Regions from separate parts of the Mus musculus genome. Here all the other regions are linked to region 1. Evidence: chromatin contacts called from public ChIA-PET, Hi-C and promoter capture Hi-C data. All regions are on one chromosome and are shown on one strand. Each heading gives the region's core, a stretch centred on a gene start, on an enhancer-like site or on the middle of the called end of the contact. The rest is flanking DNA. Distances are from core to core; before and after follow the strand shown. Region 1 holds the start of Polk (polymerase (DNA directed), kappa). Region 2 holds the start of Nsa2 (NSA2 ribosome biogenesis homolog). Region 3 overlaps Sv2c (synaptic vesicle glycoprotein 2c). Region 4 overlaps Sv2c (synaptic vesicle glycoprotein 2c).

Region 1 (3,174 bases), core at 210-2,709:
GGTTCTTTTTAGAAATTAAACATAACACTGTTTCTGTGATTCTAAATTGCATTGTGAGGTGAGTTCCTCAATATTTACAACCACTTTCTTTAAGAGCAGTGATTCTAAAACCTAGCACAAGAATCAGAAATTCTATTCATATCTGACTTAGTAAGCAAAGCAAACTATCTAAATGCATACTCTTGTAATTTACAAAGTGGTTTGCCCTCTTCTCTCTCTCTCTCTCTCTCTCTCTCTGTGTGTGTGTGTGTGTGTGTGTACATATATCTCCTTGGGCTATGTTTTAACACCCTGATAAGGTATTCTTAAAATCTTTATCTCTTAAGGTTTTATTCATTTGAATATCTTTCAGTTATGTTTGTCATGATTTTACGATGGAAAATCATTTGTATCTGACATACAGTAGACTTAGATTCTACTGCATTTAGTCTCCAGGAATGCTTCTACACAAGAACTTCTCAGGGCTACTTCCTGTCATGTGGAGTGTAGGACTCTTCGATTGCTCCCAGAGTTTTTGTTTGTTTTGTTTGTTTGTTTTTTCTTAGTCATTGTGCCTTAACACCCCACCCTACCCCCAAACACTCAAAATTTCTTACTTTTCCATCTGGGTAGCAGGTAGAAATTCTTTCTGCAGTTAAATAAGGAATTTCAAAGTTGGAAATGATCAGGAATTTGATAGCTACCTATTGCCTAATTCCTTATTATTTAGTAAAACTCGCATTTTGATCTTAATGATAGAAAGTTTCTATCCAAGTTATCCTGTCTTCCGGGGAGGAAAAAGATGGTTAACATGGGTCTCCGGGGAGATACTTGTTCACAACTAAGAGAAAACTTCAGGATATAATATGACCCTAATTTCCTTTTTAAGAAGTTCTTTAAACGTTATTTGTTCTCTGACAACCTCAACATTAATTGCACGAGATAAAAATTCTATAAATTAACAGTGAGAAAATAGTCTGAAGGAATTCTTCCTCCAACAGCAGTAAACGTCAAATATTAAGTCTACTTCCGAAGACATAGACAGTAGTCCTTCGGAATTAACAGTGACGGTTTTAGAGAGGAAGCAAATCTTCAGTTTGCGACTGGAGAGATCATAAACTCCTAACCTGAGTGAAGCGACGGAGTCCCTATCATTTTTGCCCAGGCAAGTTGCAAAGATGTTCCCGGGCTTTCCGGAAAGCAGCGTCGCACAGCCCACCATCCTCACCTGAGGGTTCTCACGTCCCGGCTCGCTGGCTCGTCACAAACACGCAAGGCAGAATCGGAAGCCAGGCTGGACGGAAAGGGGCACGCAACTCTCAAAAGAAGCCCACTTGCCTTCAGAAGGTTCCCCTAGGCAACCAGCCTTTAGGCGCGCCCAGGACACACACCAGTTGCCTAGGATTGCGACTACAACTCCCAGGAGGCTGCGCGGCGGACGGAGCGCCAGCCTTCCCAGAATGCAGCGCAGCGGCTTCCCTGTTCAGCTTTCTCCTCTCCCGGCTCCGCCTCCTTCCCTACCCGTCGTCACCCGGGAGGGCCGGAGGTAGGGAGCGTCGCGAGCCGCCGGGAGGGGCCCGGGGCGGGGTGGAGGGAGGATGGGAGGACGGAGGGGAGGGAGCTGAGAGAGGAGGGAGGGTAAATAGTGGACCCGGCAGGAAGATGGCGGCTGTAGCGGAGGTGTGAGTGAGTGGATCTGGGTCTCTGCCGTTGGCTTGGCTCTTCCCGTCTTCCTCCCCTCCTCCCTCCCTGACTGAGGTTGGCATCTAGGGGGCCGAGTTCAGGTGGCGGCGCCGGGCGCAGCGCAGGGGTCACGGCCACGGCGGCTGACGGCTGGAAGGGCAGGCTTTCTTCGCCGCTCGTCCTCCTTCCCCGGTCCGCTCGGTGTCAGGCGCGGCGGCGGCGGCGCGGCGGGCGCGCTTCGTCCCTCTTCCTGTTCCCTCACTCCCCGGAGCGGGCTCTCTTGGCGGTGCCATCCCCCGACCCTTCACCCCAGGGACTAGGCGCCTGCACTGGCGCAGCTCGCGGAGCGGGGGCCGGTCTCCTGCTCGGCTGTCGCGTCTCCATGTCGGATAACCAGAGCTGGAACTCGTCGGGCTCGGAGGAGGATCCGGAGACGGAGTCCGGGCCGCCTGTGGAGCGCTGCGGGGTCCTCAGCAAGGTGAGCTGCCCCGCGGGGACCGTGGATCCGCTGCCGGGACTCACCTGCCGCGAGGCGAGGGGGAGCCGCTCGGGACCTGGGGTGGGGCTGGACTGGAGGCACCGACTGTCCCGGGGCGGGGGCTGCGGAATGTGCTGGGGTGCGGGGCCGAAAGGTCGTCTTGGAATGAGTGCCTGGCCAGGGATGGGATAGGAGGTGCTTGGGACTGTCCTTACCGCTAGCCCCCCAATTCCTGGATCCTGTCAGCTTTGGCGGAGGACCTTGGAAAGCTTGTATTAAATCCGTGATCTAGTTCGGGAGGCAAGGTGCATCTGGTAACTTGGAACCCAAGGCCGCAGCTGTCTGGGGTGTAGGAATCTGGGTTGGGCAACCCGTGGTGTCTGAAGAAGTGCTGGGCAGGAGGGCGGTGAAATCGACCTTTCAGACTGTATTTTGGAGGCCCCTACCAGAATGGGGGCAGGTGCTGTTCGGCTCTTAATTGGTGTAACTTAGGCAAACCAGTTGACTGGGTTTGGCCTTGAAATCTGAGATAGTAAACTTTGAGGTGTGAGTGATCTTTGGTGTAGGAAGCGTGTGCGGCACTTTTGTACCTTACCCCCTCCTTGTCCAAGTTCAGAAAAGAGCTATTGAATTGGCAAGCTGTGGATAAGAAATATTAATAGTAAGTTGGAACGTGTCAGAAGGAAGACCGACCTTTAGTTCAGGAAAAGGAGCGTTATTTAGTAATGCAGTATTTGTACAGAAAGGAAAGACATTTTTTGTTTTGTTTTGCCTCTGTACTTTTAAAAGCACCGTTTCAGCTTTCTTTCTTTCTTTCTTTCTTTCTTTCTTTCTTTCTTTCTTTCCTTTAAGCCTAGATAGAATTTATAGGGCTGGAAATAAGTGATCTTGTTAATATTTCACAGTGTGTTGTATTTTACGTTTTTGTTGTGGGAAGACTCAGTCTTTATGACTTCCCAGTCCTTTCCTGTTAAACTTTAAGAAATGCTTAGAGCAAGCAGTTAGTTTCCAGAGGGAGAATCAGGGCTGGTCCC
Region 2 (3,174 bases), core at 290-2,789, 600 kb after region 1:
TCTACAGAGTGAGTTCCAGGACAGCCAGGGCTACACAGAGAAACCCTGTCTCGAAAAACCAAAAAGAATGTTATTTTTCAATCGGACGTGGTGGCGCACGCCTTTAATCCCAGCACTCGGGAGGCAGAGGCAGGCGGATTTCTGAGTTCGAGGCCAGCCTGGTCTACAGAGTGAGTTCCAGGACAGCCAGAGCTAAAAGAGAAACCCTGTCTCGAAAAACCAAAAAAAAAAAAAAAAAAAAAGAATGTTATTTTTCTAAAACACAATTTACATAAAACAAGATTTGCCAATTTTAGTTGTGGGTGTGTAGTTGTAATTCCTGCCCAATCATAAATTTCTGTATCCATTATATTCAAGATGGCATATTGATTTTTCCACCCCAGAATGTTCCTTTGTGCTACTCTAAGGTCTTCTTTTCCCATCTTCAACCTTATATTTGTATGGTTTACTCTGCCCAGTGAGTAGAATCTACAGGACACACATCCTTTTGCATCTGGCTTTTTTTAACTAGAATATATCCATTTATGTCTACCAGCTCTTAAGTACTTTATAGCACTTGGCCATATCCCAGTGTGTGGATATAAACTCATTTCTTTATCCATTTACCATATGATGTATATCTGGACTGTTCATTTTTTTCCATTGGTGATTAGGAATAAAGTTGTAATAAATATAGATGAATTCAGACCTTTGCTTGGAAACTGTCTACTGCTGTGTTATCTTCCAAAGTTGGTGTATTATTTTGCATGTTGTCAGTACTATATGGGATCCCATTTGTGTTTTAAATTGTTTCATTGTTAACAATGAAACTGTAGTCAGCATCTAGTTAGATTTGAACCCTCAAAACCAACCAACCTAATAAACAAACAGGCACAAAACCCAGCTCAGAGATTAAAACTAGGTAACAAAACCCTTATGGGTGTTGTTTTCAACTGCTATCACATAAACTTTGCAGCAACTACAAAGAAGGTTTATGGCATTCCACTTTGAAGAGAAACATCCAGTATAATGAGAATGGCAGGTCTGGTAATTCATATATAAAGAGAATGTTTTGTTCCGCAACTCATTCGCTGTTTGGCTTTTTGCAAAGAATATAGTATACTGAGCATTAAAACGGTGTGATGCGACTATAAAGTTATTATCACAAGTCTCAACTGCATTCCATTAGGTTGGCACTGACGCCACGGTAGCAAGATCAGGACTTTTATAGTGAACTCTTGTCTCATCCCAAGATTTGTGTTCCGGGTCCAGAAGCTGCATCTCACGCCAAGGCATCTCAGTTCCGCCTACCACGGTCCTCTCTCCCCGACAGCCCAACCACGCTAACCCCAGGCCCTTCGTCGCCCGCGTCCGAGGAGGCCTCCTTACCATGATGACAGCCGCGGAGCACCGGTCCGCGACCTCCCGGGTCTCAAAAAACTCTTAATTTCTGGATGTCACTGGTCCACGAGCCTGCCTCGTTCAGCCCAGGACGGGAAAGGGTAGTCCTTTAAGAAGGCCGAGTGGAGCGCAAGCGCCGCACAGCAGTTCCGTGACGTCTTTCCGTTCCTAGGCAGATGGGCGGAAATTGACAGCAGGAGAATTTTAGCTGAGACGCCACCGGAACTGCTTAGAGGGCGGAAGGTGCTTATGGAGCTTTTGTAAGCTGGGAGATCCGCGGGTTCCTTCTGCGGGTATGAGGGTGTCTGAGGTGGTGGGATGTGGTACCGTGTTGCCGGTTCCTCTCTTACTCCCCGGCGGACACTAGCAGAACCAGCCAGGCGCCCTGTGCGTGCCGCGGTCTTGCTGGTCTGCCACTGCTGACCTCGTAGCTGCTACTGACAGCGGGTTCCAGACGAGCACTCCCCGGCCTCCGGGCCCCGTCTGCCGGGTCACGGACGTGTTGCTTCATCCATTATGGAGGGCGACTGATTTGTTAGTCTGTTTCTGTCTCTCCTGTTGCTAGCGGATGCACAATTGGTTGAGATATGTTATATGGAAAATAAAACTACTGGCCAGGCCAGGAAAGCAAAAGGTACTTGGTTTTTGTGGACGCCCAGGACTTTCCCCCTAAGCTCTTGAGAAATCCTGTGTAATTAAGGGCAGTTTTTACCTTTTAGAAATCTGTGTGGTTTTTCCACCTTATTATTATTATTTTTTTTTTAAGATTTATTTATTTATTATATGTAAGTACACTGTAGCTGTCTTCAGACACTCCAGAAGAGGGAGTCAGATATCGTGATCGGATGGTTGTGAGCCACCATGTGGTTGCTGGGATTTGAACTCCTGACCTTCGGAAGAGCAGTCGGGTGCTCTTACCCACTGAGCCATCTCACCAGCCCTTATTATTTTTTTTTTTAAATGTGTAGTGCGTACCTGGTGCCCTCCGAGGCCAGAACAGGGTGTTGAATCATAAAAGATGGTTGGGGGGGCTAGTGGTTGCTGGGAATTGAACCTGGTCCTCTAGAAGGGCAGCCAAACTTAACCTCTGAGCCATCTCGTCAGTCCCCAGTTTTATCCTTGTACTGTAGTCACAGAAGTTCACTAGCTCCAATTTGGAACTACCAAAATTGAAAAGTACATCTCAAGAAGCCCTAGCACTTGGAGTCAAGCTGTTGCTTTTTTTTTTTTTTTTAAACATCCCTTCCTTTTTTGATGTTTTCGAGATAGTGTTTCCCTGTGTAGAGCTGGCTGTCCTGGAACTTGCTTCGCAAACAAGACTGGCCTCAAACTCAACAAAGGTCCGCCTGCCTCTGCCTCCAGAGTGCTGAAATTAAAGATGTGCACCACAACCGCTGGGCTTCAAACTATCATTTAAGTCCCCATAGTATAATGTTTTTGTTTGTTTGTTTGTTTAAATCAGAGCTAGCGCTGATTAGCATTCGTGTATTTTCAGGTGCAGTAAATTACGCAATTTCTCAAGCTAGAGTATGCTCCCTCTTCCCACATTGACTCCCTTACCTACTTTAGTTTTTTTTTTAGTTTTAATTTCACAGTTTTAGTGAAGCCTCCCTTGACACCATAACTGCTCCATTTCCCTTCCTTTCTGCAACATCGATGACAGTAGGATGTTGTATATTTCAGCCCCTCCCCCTAGTAGCCCTTGAGTTGGCTAGAGTCTGTGTGAGCACAGTCGTTGTTGTTGTTCACTGCTTTAGTTCAAATACTCCAAAAGCAATTTTAGACACACTTTTT
Region 3 (3,174 bases), core at 374-2,873, 580 kb before region 1:
AGATCCCTCTTGGGCCACCTGGGAAGCTTGGGGTAGTTGACAGAAATGGTTTTTCTGAAGGGGACAGATGGTCTTATAAAGAAGGGTTCTGTTGGGTCATCCCATGCTGGCCCAACCCAGTGTCCAGATAAAATTCTGAATGACTGTGTCTTGCAGTTTGGAATGTACTTGTAGCTAAATCAGGGAGCAGAGACAATTTGAGAGTAAAGACTATCCAGTAAGATCACTACCACAGCAGGCCAGAGTAGAGAAAGCAATGCCTTTGATTTGTATGGTTTGTTTGCTTGTTTGTTTGTTTGTTTGTTTGTTTTGAATGGGAAGATAGGGATTCATATCTTACTTTTGCAGCAATTTTGTTGCATGCCACATTCAACCAAAAGGTCTGCTCTGGGCCTCAAACATGTTTTTTTCAAAAAGAAAACAACCATGGTGCAAATAGGAGAGAGAAATGAGCCTGCATGGAAAAAAAAATAGATACTCCTTAGGTTTTTGAAACACAGATTTGTTTCCCAGGGATGAGAAACAGAAGCGAGTTCTGTTCTGGCCCTGCCTCATTGGTGTCTTTCAAATCAATCAATGATGCTTCGAAGATTCCCTGGTCAGCTCTGCAGCTCTGGCTCTCATAGCCTGGATGTCCAGGCTCTGAGTACTCAGGTTATCTGCAGGGAACCACTTTCTCTCTGCAGCTTCCCATCTTAACTCAAGGCTGCCCCCTCCACCACGCCTGCATTACTTAATGGGGGCAGTGGATTAATGGTTTATGTTAATCAAAGAGCTTTTCACAGAATTTCAGCTCCAGGAGGGATCAGGGAACATGTGAGGGGAAGGGAGGCAAGGCAGAGGGGACTCCAGGGAGCAGGGCCATCTCTGAACAGATTCTTGGGAACAGAAGTTTCCTTTTTTCTGGAAGGCCCGGGGCTGTGGTCATGCAAGAAAAGCGTAAAATAAGCAAAGAGGATTCCCCCTCCAACAAGACAGAGGCAGTTAAACAAAGAATGCTGTTTAAACACAGGCCTTACGATGGTTGCTATCACAGGCTGCAAATCTACAAGGAGGCTTCAGATTTCAAAGACGCGTAAAAGGATGGGCCTGGGGGAGGGGCACCGGGCAAGAGACTCGAAGGTCCTTTAGCTGACAGCTGGCCCGTGGGAACGTCCTGCTGACCCCTCCCTCCTTCCATGCTCAGGAAGATTCCAGAGGTAAAACAGATATTCACCCACCAGGAAATGCTGTCCTGCCTGCCGGAGGGTTGCTGGGGAGAGCAGGCAGGCTCAAAAACTGTCCAGAGACAAGGCTAGGAGCCCACAGCCTGGGGACACTGGAGGGACATGACCTGATGTGGAGATTTGGGCTAAAAATGTAACAGTGGACAGTTGATCAAAGGAGGGTGGGTGGTGTTGACCCGCAAGGGACCGTACAAGAGAGGCTCCCGTCTGTGTTTCCCAAATGGCTTTGGTTGTGAATTCCAATTTCTATCTAAAAATCTGCCTTGTGCTGCTCAGGTAGGGTTTCGTTGCCAAGTGGGGATAGACTTTAAACTTTTCTTGTTAACAAAACCACCCTAATCATCCTGCCCAAAAGAGCCCCGCCCAGAAGTGCTTGGTGTCACACAATTGTCTTGAAACCCCCTGCTGTAACAGCTAGAGTGGCTGGCAGGCTGTCTTTTTTCTAAGAAAACAGGAAGTATCACTCGGTATGAGAAAAAGAAAGAAAGAAAGAAAGAAAGAAAGAAAGAAAGAAAGAAAGAAAGAAAGAAAGAAAGAAAGAAAGAAAGAAAGAAAGAAAGAAAGAAAGAAAGAAAGAAAGAGAGAGAAAGAAAGAGAGAAAGAAAAAAGAAGAAAAAGAAATCCCTTTCCTCAGCACAAAATTATGCCAATTTAAACTTCCTGTTAGTAGAGCGTCGCCAGCAGGGTCTATTTCTTACACCAGCACAGACTTTTTAGATTCTTGGTGAATGTAGTCCTTGGGGAAGCCTGGTCAACTGAGACATTTTAGGAACACTTCCACTGGGCACTGAGAAGCAGGAACATCACAGTTAGGAAAAGCTAACAGTGCACGGGGGGAGGGGGGGCGGGAAACCCTGCAAATCACACTGGCGGGGTAAGACAATACGCAGCTACACGTTACATCACAGCAAAAGTTTGTGTTCTGATACTTGGCCACCTTTCTATACATTAAAACTCTGAAGCTTTGAGTCAGGCAATACGACCGACCCACGGTGGGAGGAAGGGAATGGCTTTTGTCACGTCACATCAGAACCTGGGTTCGTGTGTCGGGCAGGCGCAGCCCCACGAGTCCTCCACACACGAGCACAGTGGAAGCCAGCAGGATGGGGATGGCTTTGGTGATGCTGACCAAGGAGCCGAAGATTAAGTTTCCCAGGACGGCCGCCGCTTTACAGAGGGCGTTCAAGAAGCCGAAGCCCGTTGCTCTGCAAGGGACAGAAACACAGTCAAGGTTTAGAAAATGATGCTCGGGAGTCCAGCTTTAAACTTACACGTTCTGCGCAGTCACCCTGATGGTCTTTACGTGGTTTGTGCCGTATGTTAGTGAAGCAGATAATTAAAATGCTTGTTAGCAAACGCGGAGGCAGAGAAGCCAGCTGTCACTGCTGCGGCCGGTCTCCTGATGACGTACGTACGACTCTACTGACTCTTATTTTGGTACAGAAGAAGAAAAAAAAGCTCTTTCTTGGTCCAATGTGTTGGAAGGATGGTTCTACTAAGTAAAAGTTAATTTCACTCCGTGTAAGTCCTCTCAGGATAAAAGCAGGCTTAAAGCCTCTTTCCGTAGGAGTCAGCTAGCCTCTGCTTAGCTTGGGAGAAGCTGGGCCACCTCCTCTGTCCAGGGAGTGGGACTGGGCGATCTAGCAGGCTCTCAAGTCTTTACAAAAGTGACTTGTTATTTGTTTTATAAGTGTCCAGAATCTTGGTGACACCTCTTAAATAGAGGAAATAAGGAAATTCAAATTTTGTTCCAGTATAAAATACAACTGCCGTCTGTCAGACACTATCAGCCTGCTTCTCAGCGACTCAGCACCTGTAGTTTACTTACGTCAGCATCCAGTGCTGTGCATTTCGACCATAGCTAAGAGTTCCCACCACCGCTAAGAGTTGCTATGCAACACAGACCCTTTAAAGGGCATCTGTCAACATCACGGTGTGTGTGTGTTCT
Region 4 (3,174 bases), core at 447-2,946, 550 kb before region 1:
AATGCACATGGAGCAAAATTATTTTTATGTCTATAAAAATGTATTTGTATATGTCTATGAACTTGACCAGTGTGTTCTGTCACCCCAAGACTCCCCTGATGCTAATTGTCTTTTCAGGGTCAACTCTTCCTCCAGCCAACCTGGTGACCACTGGTCTCTCCTCTGTCTTAAGAGTTTTGTCAGCCCGGCAGTGGTGGCGTACACTTTTAATCCCAGCACTTGGGAGGCAGAGGCAGGCGGATTTCTGAGTTTGAGGCCATCCTGGTCTACAGAGTGAGTTCCATCTCGAAAAAAACAACAAACAAACAAAAAAAGTTTTGCCTTTTCAGAGTGCAGTGCGAATGGAGTCACACCACAGGGCAGATGCTTGGTTTTTGATGCTTGGTTTTCCAGATGAGGTCTTGCTATGCAGCCCAGACTGGCCTTGAGTTCACAATCCTCCTGTCTCAGACTTCCCATGGGTGTGATTACAGGCACACATCACCATACCTGGCCAGTATGTAACTTTGTGAATAAGAACTTTGATTCTTATACTTAGCATGATACATTTGAGATTCATACAAATTGTCATGTATGTTAGTGGGTTAAAGGACGTTCCCAGTTTAGGGTATTTATTAATAAATCTGCTATGGACATTTATATGTGGTATTTATGTGCATCAGTTTTGTTTTTTAAAATATAGACTTAGACACTTGAATCATATGTTGATTTTTGTGTGGATTTATTTGTAAAGTTTTTATTACATTTTATATTATTTATTTATTTATTTCTCACCTGTACTCTCTCTCTACTATGTGGGCTCTGGGAATTGAACTCAGGTCCTTAAGCTCAATGACAAATGAGTCACCTCAGTGCCCCCAAATAGCTGGTTAGTGTTATGGGGATGACTTTTCTGAAGTCAGACAATGTCAAAATTCCAAATAAATTCCTTTCCTCATTTTGAGCTATGTACAGTGTCAACGTTAGAATTAAAGCCTGTGCTTACGAAGTAGGCACGGCCATCCTAGACTGGTTACCCTTTACCCATTATTGTATAACTGACGACGAGAAGAGAGGGGGCGTGTCCTGGGTAGTGGGAGGAGTCCTGGCAAGGGAAATGGATGCCCCTCCTCCCATGCCTACAAGAGTCAAAGATTCACAGGATTACGCTGGGGCCTGTGAGGATGGCAGGCACCCATGAGTACATTGAGAAATGACCTTGCGGATGCCTTACAAGACAAAAAGACACGAAGGACTGAATCCCTGACCGCCATCACCGTGGCTCAGCTCTCCTGAGCGCCATTTCAAGGAAGCTTAAATCTGAACACAAACTCTAGGCAAACGCTTCAGAACAATCTCCAAGCAGGGCGAAGAAGAGGACTGTAGGGTCGAACCCCATTCCGCCGGGAAAACGGGCTGTGCGTTTCACGTCTGCACTTAGTGTAATGGATTCTTTGAAACCAAATCTCATCGTTTGGCACTGTGACATTTATTATTATTTTGTCTTTAAAAAAATGACCCTTGCAAAGTTGATGTTTCTAATTGTCCTTTGGATTTTGCTAAAATACTCATTAAAATGTCACGCTGTGAGATTTATCCACAGATAATGTAAATTCCATGCAAGGGAGGGCCTCAATTAGGGCGGTACAGAAGGCAGTGAAAGCCTGGCTCTAATCAATGTGGTGCTACTAAAGAAAAGAGGGACGGATCTTGCATAATAACCAAGGCCCTTGCCAGCCTCCCCCTGCTGTCGCTGCAGGGCCCTATGGCTGCCTCCTCGGCTGCCTTCCAGCTGCCTGTTGCTCAAGGAATGCAGGCAAAGCATATGACACACACATAGGACACTGGCGCCTACATTTCCCCTAGGCTTTAACCTGGAAGCCCTGCTATCTCAGTATCCAGTTTGAGGGCCTGAATTCTGGTAACTACTTATGCAATATTGTAAAAAAAAACCAAAACATAAAAACAAACACAAAAAACAAAAGACAAAAGAACCAAACCAAAACAACAATAACAACAACAAACTGTCTTTGTCAAGACAGGAGATTTTAGATGCAAGACTGAGATCCAATGTACTAAAAGAAATCAAAACTCTTCAGTATTTATTGTACAGGATGTCAAGTCTGACTAGCTAAGAAATAAATTATCTGCATGTTTTCATCTTGATCTCTCATAAGACAAAGACCAGCTAAATTCTCTTAAAGTAGCTCAGAGTTCATTTTCTGCAGTGAGAGTGATCAGGTGGGTTTCTGATATTGCTACGGAAATAAAAAATTTATATCCTTAATGCGTCGTGGGCATAAAATATAAAAACTACGCAGTCAGTGTAAAACGTGAATCTCTGGCTATCGACTCAGGTTGGGTAGCCAGTGCCATCTGTGATGCTAAGGTTTAACTACTTGCAGCTGGGCAGTACTACTTCAGAGCTGTTCATCTCTTGTTTGTAGCAAAATAAGTCAAGTTGGAAATATAAATAATGATGTTAGTGGGCAAATGGGAAGCTAAGCTGTGGCACAGCCAGCCATACGATAAAAACCACTCTCGTGTCGGACAAGAATGAGGCAGCTCTTTCTGATGGAACTCGGAAAACCTCCCAGTAGAGAAAGAGAAGCTGCCCCCCGCCCCCCCCTAGACAGGGTGGACAGCAGTGATGTCATTTTTATATGCACACAAAACATATTATCTGATCTAGAAAGGCCATGGTTTGGAAATGCACTATGCTGTTTTAGGTAGTTACACAAGGTAGGAGGAGGTGGCTCGTGGGCACTGTTCTCTTCTGACATTATTTCTTTAATTTATAAACTTTACATAACCTTTTATTGCTTCTCACTTAAAATGAAAACACCAAAACAAAACAAAGCAAACCCAAATCACAGCCCTAAGCCTTTGACTTTTGAGTGACTCAGGTGCCTGGAGGAAGAAAAGGGATACTGGAATTATAGAGGCACCAATATTCAACAGTGGCATTTTCTCAAGAAACGCAGGGATTCTGCCTGTGATCAATGTGAGCTTAAAAATACAGTGTGGACCTATGGGGACCCAGGAGAAAAGTCCAGAGACAACTCTGTGTCTGCATAGAAAAGAGAACTGGTGTCTCTGACTGACCTTTTAGTCCTGGGGAGTTGAGGATGGAGGGACATTGAAGAAGGAAGGTTGGAGTAATTTAACCAAAGCTTAGGTTGTATGCAAAAGCTG

Evidence for each region. Promoter capture Hi-C pulls out the DNA fragments that hold promoters and counts their contacts. A called contact is a pair of places that touch in the nucleus more often than the background predicts. ChIA-PET counts read pairs in DNA pulled down with a chosen protein or histone mark.
Region 2: a Hi-C map of B cells shows a contact between it and region 1, with 17 read pairs. The contact joins the promoter of Nsa2 here to the promoter of Polk in region 1. A contact is called at or near these places in 4 of 39 promoter capture datasets (hippocampal neurons, liver, neural stem cells and 1 more), 2 of 484 Hi-C or Micro-C datasets (B cells and CD4 T cells) and 1 of 115 datasets of contacts at active chromatin or transcription factors (the SCID.adh cell line).
Region 3: a contact with region 1 is called in an RNA polymerase II ChIA-PET map of memory CD8 T cells, with 84 read pairs. The contact joins the enhancer-like site here to the promoter of Polk in region 1. A contact is called at or near these places in 2 of 39 promoter capture datasets (cranial neural crest and embryonic stem cells), 3 of 484 Hi-C or Micro-C datasets (CD4 T cells, CD8 T cells and regulatory T cells), 8 of 115 datasets of contacts at active chromatin or transcription factors (bone marrow-derived dendritic cells, bone marrow-derived macrophages, embryonic midbrain and 3 more) and 1 of 9 other capture datasets (liver).
Region 4: a contact with region 1 is called in a promoter capture Hi-C map of hippocampal neurons, with 2.8 times the contacts expected there. The contact joins the enhancer-like site here to the promoter of Polk in region 1. A contact is called at or near these places in 4 of 39 promoter capture datasets (cranial neural crest, embryonic stem cells, hippocampal neurons and 1 more), 2 of 484 Hi-C or Micro-C datasets (Th2 cells and nephron progenitors), 17 of 115 datasets of contacts at active chromatin or transcription factors (bone marrow-derived macrophages, craniofacial prominence, differentiating embryonic stem cells and 7 more) and 1 of 9 other capture datasets (embryonic stem cells).

Annotation. Positions count from the first base shown.
Region 1 is chr13:96,541,120-96,544,293 of GRCm38.p6, forward strand. Polk (polymerase (DNA directed), kappa) reads right to left here and starts at 1,460. Exons shown (of 15, transcript NM_012048.3): 1 at 1,208-1,460. Cert1 (ceramide transporter 1) reads left to right here and starts at 1,616. Exons shown (of 18, transcript NM_023420.2): 1 at 1,616-2,140. The coding sequence starts at 2,045.
Region 2 is chr13:97,136,387-97,139,560 of GRCm38.p6, forward strand. It overlaps Nsa2 (NSA2 ribosome biogenesis homolog), which reads right to left and starts at 1,540. Exons shown (of 6, transcript NM_021552.5): 1 at 1,369-1,540. The coding sequence starts at 1,371. Gfm2 (G elongation factor, mitochondrial 2) reads left to right here and starts at 1,551. Exons shown (of 21, transcript NM_177266.5): 1 at 1,551-1,673.
Region 3 is chr13:95,959,033-95,962,206 of GRCm38.p6, forward strand. It overlaps Sv2c (synaptic vesicle glycoprotein 2c), which reads right to left. Exons shown (of 13, transcript NM_029210.1): 13 at 411-2,431. The coding sequence ends at 2,248. Among named protein-coding and RNA genes, the nearest start is that of Gm24032, 64 kb to the left of the region's middle. Within about 2 kb of position 1,624, at least 124 of the 459 cell types and tissues checked have an H3K27ac peak or open chromatin away from gene starts, as enhancers often do. A contact at or near this core is called in CD8 T cells, liver, memory CD8 T cells and 1 more, where this site is marked.
Region 4 is chr13:95,993,800-95,996,973 of GRCm38.p6, forward strand. The region is part of intron 4 of Sv2c (synaptic vesicle glycoprotein 2c); the gene reads right to left. Among named protein-coding and RNA genes, the nearest start is that of Gm24032, 98 kb to the left of the region's middle. Within about 2 kb of position 1,697, at least 15 of the 459 cell types and tissues checked have an H3K27ac peak or open chromatin away from gene starts, as enhancers often do. A contact at or near this core is called in differentiating embryonic stem cells and hippocampal neurons, where this site is marked.